Regions from separate parts of the Mus musculus genome. Here region 1 is linked to region 2. Evidence: chromatin contacts called from public HiChIP or PLAC-seq data. All regions are on one chromosome and are shown on one strand. Each heading gives the region's core, a stretch centred on a gene start, on an enhancer-like site or on the middle of the called end of the contact. The rest is flanking DNA. Distances are from core to core; before and after follow the strand shown. Region 1 has its middle 17 kb from the start of Tmem30b. Region 2 overlaps Mnat1 (menage a trois 1).

Region 1 (2,700 bases), core at 91-2,590, 310 kb before region 2:
CTCTCTCTCTCTCTCACACACACACACACACACACACACACACACACCCCTGCCTTCCTGCCGATCCAGGTGCAGAACTCTCAGCTCCTTCTCCAGCACCATGTCTGCCTGCACGCTGCCATGCTTCTTGGCATGGTGATAACGGACTAAACCTCTGAACTGTAAGCCAGCCCCAGTTAAATGTTTTATAAGAGCTCCATGGTCATGGTGTCTCTTCAAAGCAATAAAACCTAACTAAAGCCAAGCGGTGGTGGCACATAACTTTAATCCCAGCACTTGGGAAGTAAAGGCAGATGGATCTCGAGGAGTTTAAGGTCAGCCTGGTCTACACAGAGAGTCCCAGGACAGCCAGGAAATCCTGTCTCAAAAAACCAAAGCAAACACACACACACACACACACACACACACACACACACACACACACACACACACACCCTAAGACACTGGTATACATTTTTCTTTAATATTAAAAGATTACTTGTTTTCAGAAATTATTTATATATTTTTTAGGAGAGGCTGTATAGAGTTGTTTTGTTGAATCGAAGTCCATGGTCAAACAAGATAAAATGAGATTTCTTTCTTTCATGGCAGGACTTTTCAGACTTGCTAAAGTGACAGCATGCTTTGTAAGTACGGGAAACGTAGCAAGGGTGTAGAACGCAAACCTTTTGAATGAGGACCTCTTGTTTATTCTACCCTCAACTGCCATGTTGCAGATCACAGGAGACATCTTGGAGGATGTTGCTCCAGGAATGGCGTCTTGAGAAATGCGATTGTCAAATTGTAAGCGTTCAAAGCAGAAGGATGGTGCTGTTATCTTCCACTGAGGCGAGTGTGTGTCTGTGCGCATGCGTGTGCAGGTGCGAACTCTGTGGAAGTCTGCTGCGTAAGTACAAGAATGGCCGAGCCCACACATGACGGGGCCGGAGAAGGACTTCGGATGTCTTCCTATATCATTATTCATCTTATTGCCTTGAGACTGGGTGTTTCACTGAACTGTGAACTTGTTATCTGAGTTAAGCAGGCTAGCCAACAAGCTTTCAGGATCCACCCCCTGCCCCTGCACCTATTGCTGTATCGCCACGCCCAGCTTTTACCTGAGTGACAGTGAAAGTCAAGTCCTTACTCTCTCAGAGCAAGCACTCTTACCCAGTAAGCTATGCCCCGCGACCTTCCACTGAGGACTTTTTAAAAGTTACATTGATGTTTGATATGTTAAAAAAATAAATAAAAAAAGACGTGCTTTTGCTAGTCAACAATCCGTGGCAGGGGAAGAGGAGCCCTTGATGTGTGTGCAGCTCTTAACGTCTTACAACCCGAACCCACACTCCATTCTCCGTCTTTCATTACCCTCCGCACAAACAACACAGACTTTGCGGCATATGCTCTGCGCCTGCAGCTCGGAGCCCAATAGCCAACCTCTAAGGAATTCAAGCCCGTATGTTTCATTGCTAGGCACTACCCCAGAAGGTCACTGACCTCTGAAATCTGCCAGCCTCTAAATCCACTGACAGGGGCTGAGAGAGTTAAAAGGTTCCAGATGTGGACAGAGTGGCCTCTCCAATTTCTTCTACCTCTGTTGCTGATTCAGGGTGTGACCCCGGCAGGTCATGGAATCTCTACGTGCTTTCAACTCCCCATTTATAAAATGTAGCCAGTGCGTATGTATCCCCAGGGGGGTTTAGAGATACTTGGATTGAATCAGAACAAAAAGAAAACTTTCTACCTGAGCTTTGCCTGGTTGCTGATAAAGACTTTACGTGCCACCCAGCCATCAGAAAGCAGTGGTGGATGGGGAACTGTCAGCAACTGGACACATTGAACCTCTGGGCTCTGGAACCCCTGCTGCTCCATTAAATCTGCACTTTCACATCAGACAACATCTAGTTTATAAAGGCAAATATTTAATTAATGGGGCCCCAGGGCCGGCAGGCTACTTCTCACACATGTAACAAGATACCTGGAGCTCGAAAGCAAACCCTGAAAACTTAAACTACTGTAAGATTATAAAGTTTAACATAAAATGGGAAATCTTTAAATAGCTGTTTTGTTCGATGTTCTTAACAGACAAGATTGCCACACAATGGAACTATGTAACTGCTAGCAGCCCGCACTCCAGGAAGATAAAATAAACTAGCTTTATGGACCCAAGGAATTGATTTTTAATGAGATTCTGCTTGGCTGTAATGGCATCCTGAGAGGCTGATCTAGTTCCCGTGGCCCCTGGTACACGGTTATAAGGTGAGGAGCAAGGACTGGCTTAAACAATGCCTGAGCACTTATTCTTTTAGCATATGAGATTAAATAAAATAAGGATGCTGTTCTGAGACATTTTCCAGAAAGTGCACATGGGTGCATGTACATGTGCACACACACACACACACACACACACACACACCATACCACACACCACACACACATACACACCACACACATACACACACACATACACAGACACACACTTACCACACAGACCACACACACACACACACACACACACACACACACCATACCACACACCACACACACATACACACCACACACATACACACACACATACCACACCACACACACACACACACACACACACACACATACCACACCGTACACACACATACACAGACACACACTTACCACACAGACCACACACACACACACACACACACACACACACACACACACAGTTGCCCTCCAAAGGTT
Region 2 (2,751 bases), core at 251-2,750:
CCTAAGAAGAATGGCAGCTATACAGCAAAGTTATAGAGCTCCTGAAGTACAGAATAAAAGTTTGATGTGTTGCTGCAAGCCTGTGATATGAGCATACAGGAGGCAGAGGCAGGAGGATTCCCAGTTTGAGGTCAGCTTGGAATACATACTGAGGACCTGTTCAAAGTTGTGGTGTGAGGAGACAGAAGGAGGCAGGGACAAGGAGAGAAAAATTACATTCAGGGATCAGAAACTAGGAGTGGTAATAAGTTTTGAAATGTTATCTAAAATAGCATCAAGCAAATAGAAAGTAATACATACAGAAAAAGAATCTCCCACTCTGAAATATTTTAGAATACAAAGCAAGCCCTTGTAGTCATTATACAAATTTTACCATTTTATCAATGATTTTCCTTTCCCTTAAAGTGTTTCCAGAAGAAATGAGCATTTGAATCACCAGTCTAAATAGAGAAGATTCGCCCCTGCCCAATATCCAGCTCAAATGAGGGACAAACTAGGAAGAAAAACAGACAAGGCAAAAGAAGGACATGGTCTTTCTAGGTTGGGGCTAAGACAGTCGCATACTATCTTCAGTCGTCAGTATTGCAGATTGCCAAGTCCTGAGATACAGGATGGGACTCCCTGTATGCCCTCCACCTCCAGCCCACCTGCTCATCCTCAGGCTTTCAGCCTCACACCAAGACTCACAGCATCAGGGCCACTGTTCCCTGGTCTGAAGACTCCGAGTTCTATCACCAGCACTCTGGTTCCTCTGGCACACAACTCATGGTGTCCATCATCAGATGAGCCAATTCCCAGAGCAGACTCCATCTTAAATACCACTGTACTCTATTGGGTTTTTGTCACTTAGAGAATTCTGGCTAAACTGACCACTAGCACATTTGAGAATGTATTGTTATTGTTATTTTAGGCCAGAATATTAAGAGGCATTTTCTTCTGTTTTGTTCCCTGGTATTTTCTCGGCACCCAAAAGTGTAACTGTCCCACAGTAAATACACCATAAAGACCTGCTGAGTGATAGGCACATGAGAAACAAAACAACGATATTACTAAAAATTCAGTTTCTTAAAACCCTGAAAAGACTAAAAAGTTTCATTTTTCAATGGAGACAACCTTATATACGGTCTATAGGGTCTAACAAATTGTAGAGTGATTTGGGAAGAATAAATAGCCAAATTCCAACAGTAAACTGACCTTGCTCTTTGGAGTCCTATTAAAAAAAATAAAGCCAACTGTATATCACTGTGACAATTTATTATATTTGGAGCTGCTTTTCTGAGATTAATTTTAGAATATATCTCATTACATATTTTAATTAGTATTATGATTTAATATTGTTAAAGTCTTAACTACAAAACTCTGACTCTGAGACAGACTGCATAATTACATTTCCTCAGTGACCTACAGTCTCGTGAGCATTTGCTCTAGACTAAACAGCTTCATTCAGCTGCCCTGGGTCTGACTGGTGATGAAAGACGCTTGTTTGACAACTGCTTCAAGCGGAAACATATTTTTCCATGATTGCATAAAAAGAGACTTAAAGCATACCAGACTACAGCCAGAGCAGCAGCTAGAGCACAAGGTTCACGCTCATTTCTAAGCTGACTTTTAATTCAAATACCAACAAAAACAGAAATGAGTGAGTGAAACAAGAGGGCGGGGGAGAGAGAACGAGAGAGAGAGAGAGAGAGAGAGAGAGAGCCCAAGCTAGCTTAGAAATACTTCAACAATTATAACCAAGTATAGTATAGATTATGTTAATACATATAAAAACTGTAATTTGTGATGTTTGTGTTTGCCTAGGGTTTTTTCTTTGCTTTTAAGATGCTAAGCTCTGTAAAACTACTATATTAACTTAAATGACTAGCATAAGAAGTAAACATAAAACACTGTTTGTCTGTTGTTAAGCAAGCAAGTCACATATTACTTTCAACAGGCAAAGCTCTTTACCAAAGTATACATATCATGCCATACTCTCCCTTGCAGAATTTCAAATATAATCAATAGTTATAATTCTTTTTTTCTAGGAAAAAGCACAGTGACAGTGATGGCAGATGACACAAACAGTCACTGCTGTGACTGTGGCTGTGGCTGTGGCTGCGCATGCTATGCCTTTGTCAGCACTCATGGGAACGTAGATGCAAAGCAGGAATGTGTACATTATTCTTTAATGAAGCTGCTAAAGAATATCTTATTTTACGTGATACTGTTTTAAGGCATTTTAGATTGCTATCAATTAATTATTTCATTAACAGAAACCTGAACTAATCCATTTAAAACAAATTTAAGAACTGAATTCAGCCTTTCAAAAATACTACTTTAAGCAACAATCTAGAAAAGCATAAGGAAGCAGGCATACACGCACACATGTGTGAACACATAATAATAAAATGTTTTTTCAAGAAGATATATACATGCCCGCTAAATACTTAAAGATACTCAACATCACTAGTCACCTAGGAAATGCCCACTGCTCAACTACAATGAGTGCCCATCTACATATACTAATACAGTTACCATTTAAGCAGAGTGTTTGTAGAGAAATAAGAAAAAATGGAATGCTGGTACTCTATTCCTACTTAGGGAAAAACAATTCAGCTTTGTTGGAGAACAGTGTGGAGGTTCCTTATACAAAAACTAAAACTGAACTATCCAGTGACCCTGCAACCTTACTTGTTTTGGATCTCTATCTAAAAGCAGTAAAAGCAGGTCCCTGTTTGTGAACACCCTAGTGGAACACCCAGCCTCACA

The links. HiChIP or PLAC-seq counts read pairs in DNA pulled down with a chosen protein or histone mark.
Region 1: a contact with region 2 is called in an H3K4me3 HiChIP or PLAC-seq map of craniofacial prominence, with 4 times the contacts expected there. The contact joins two enhancer-like sites. A contact is called at or near these places in 5 of 484 Hi-C or Micro-C datasets (cardiomyocytes, embryonic stem cells, liver and 1 more) and 3 of 115 datasets of contacts at active chromatin or transcription factors (craniofacial prominence, embryonic stem cells and stem cell-derived neural progenitor cells).

Annotation. Positions count from the first base shown.
Region 1 is chr12:73,528,166-73,530,865 of GRCm38.p6, reverse strand. No RefSeq gene overlaps it. Among named protein-coding and RNA genes, the nearest start is that of Tmem30b, 17 kb to the left of the region's middle. Within about 2 kb of position 1,340, at least 21 of the 459 cell types and tissues checked have an H3K27ac peak or open chromatin away from gene starts, as enhancers often do. A contact at or near this core is called in craniofacial prominence, where this site is marked.
Region 2 is chr12:73,222,795-73,225,545 of GRCm38.p6, reverse strand. All of the region lies in intron 7 of Mnat1 (menage a trois 1), which reads right to left. Among named protein-coding and RNA genes, the nearest start is that of Trmt5, 63 kb to the left of the region's middle. Within about 2 kb of position 1,500, at least 9 of the 459 cell types and tissues checked have an H3K27ac peak or open chromatin away from gene starts, as enhancers often do. A contact at or near this core is called in craniofacial prominence, where this site is marked.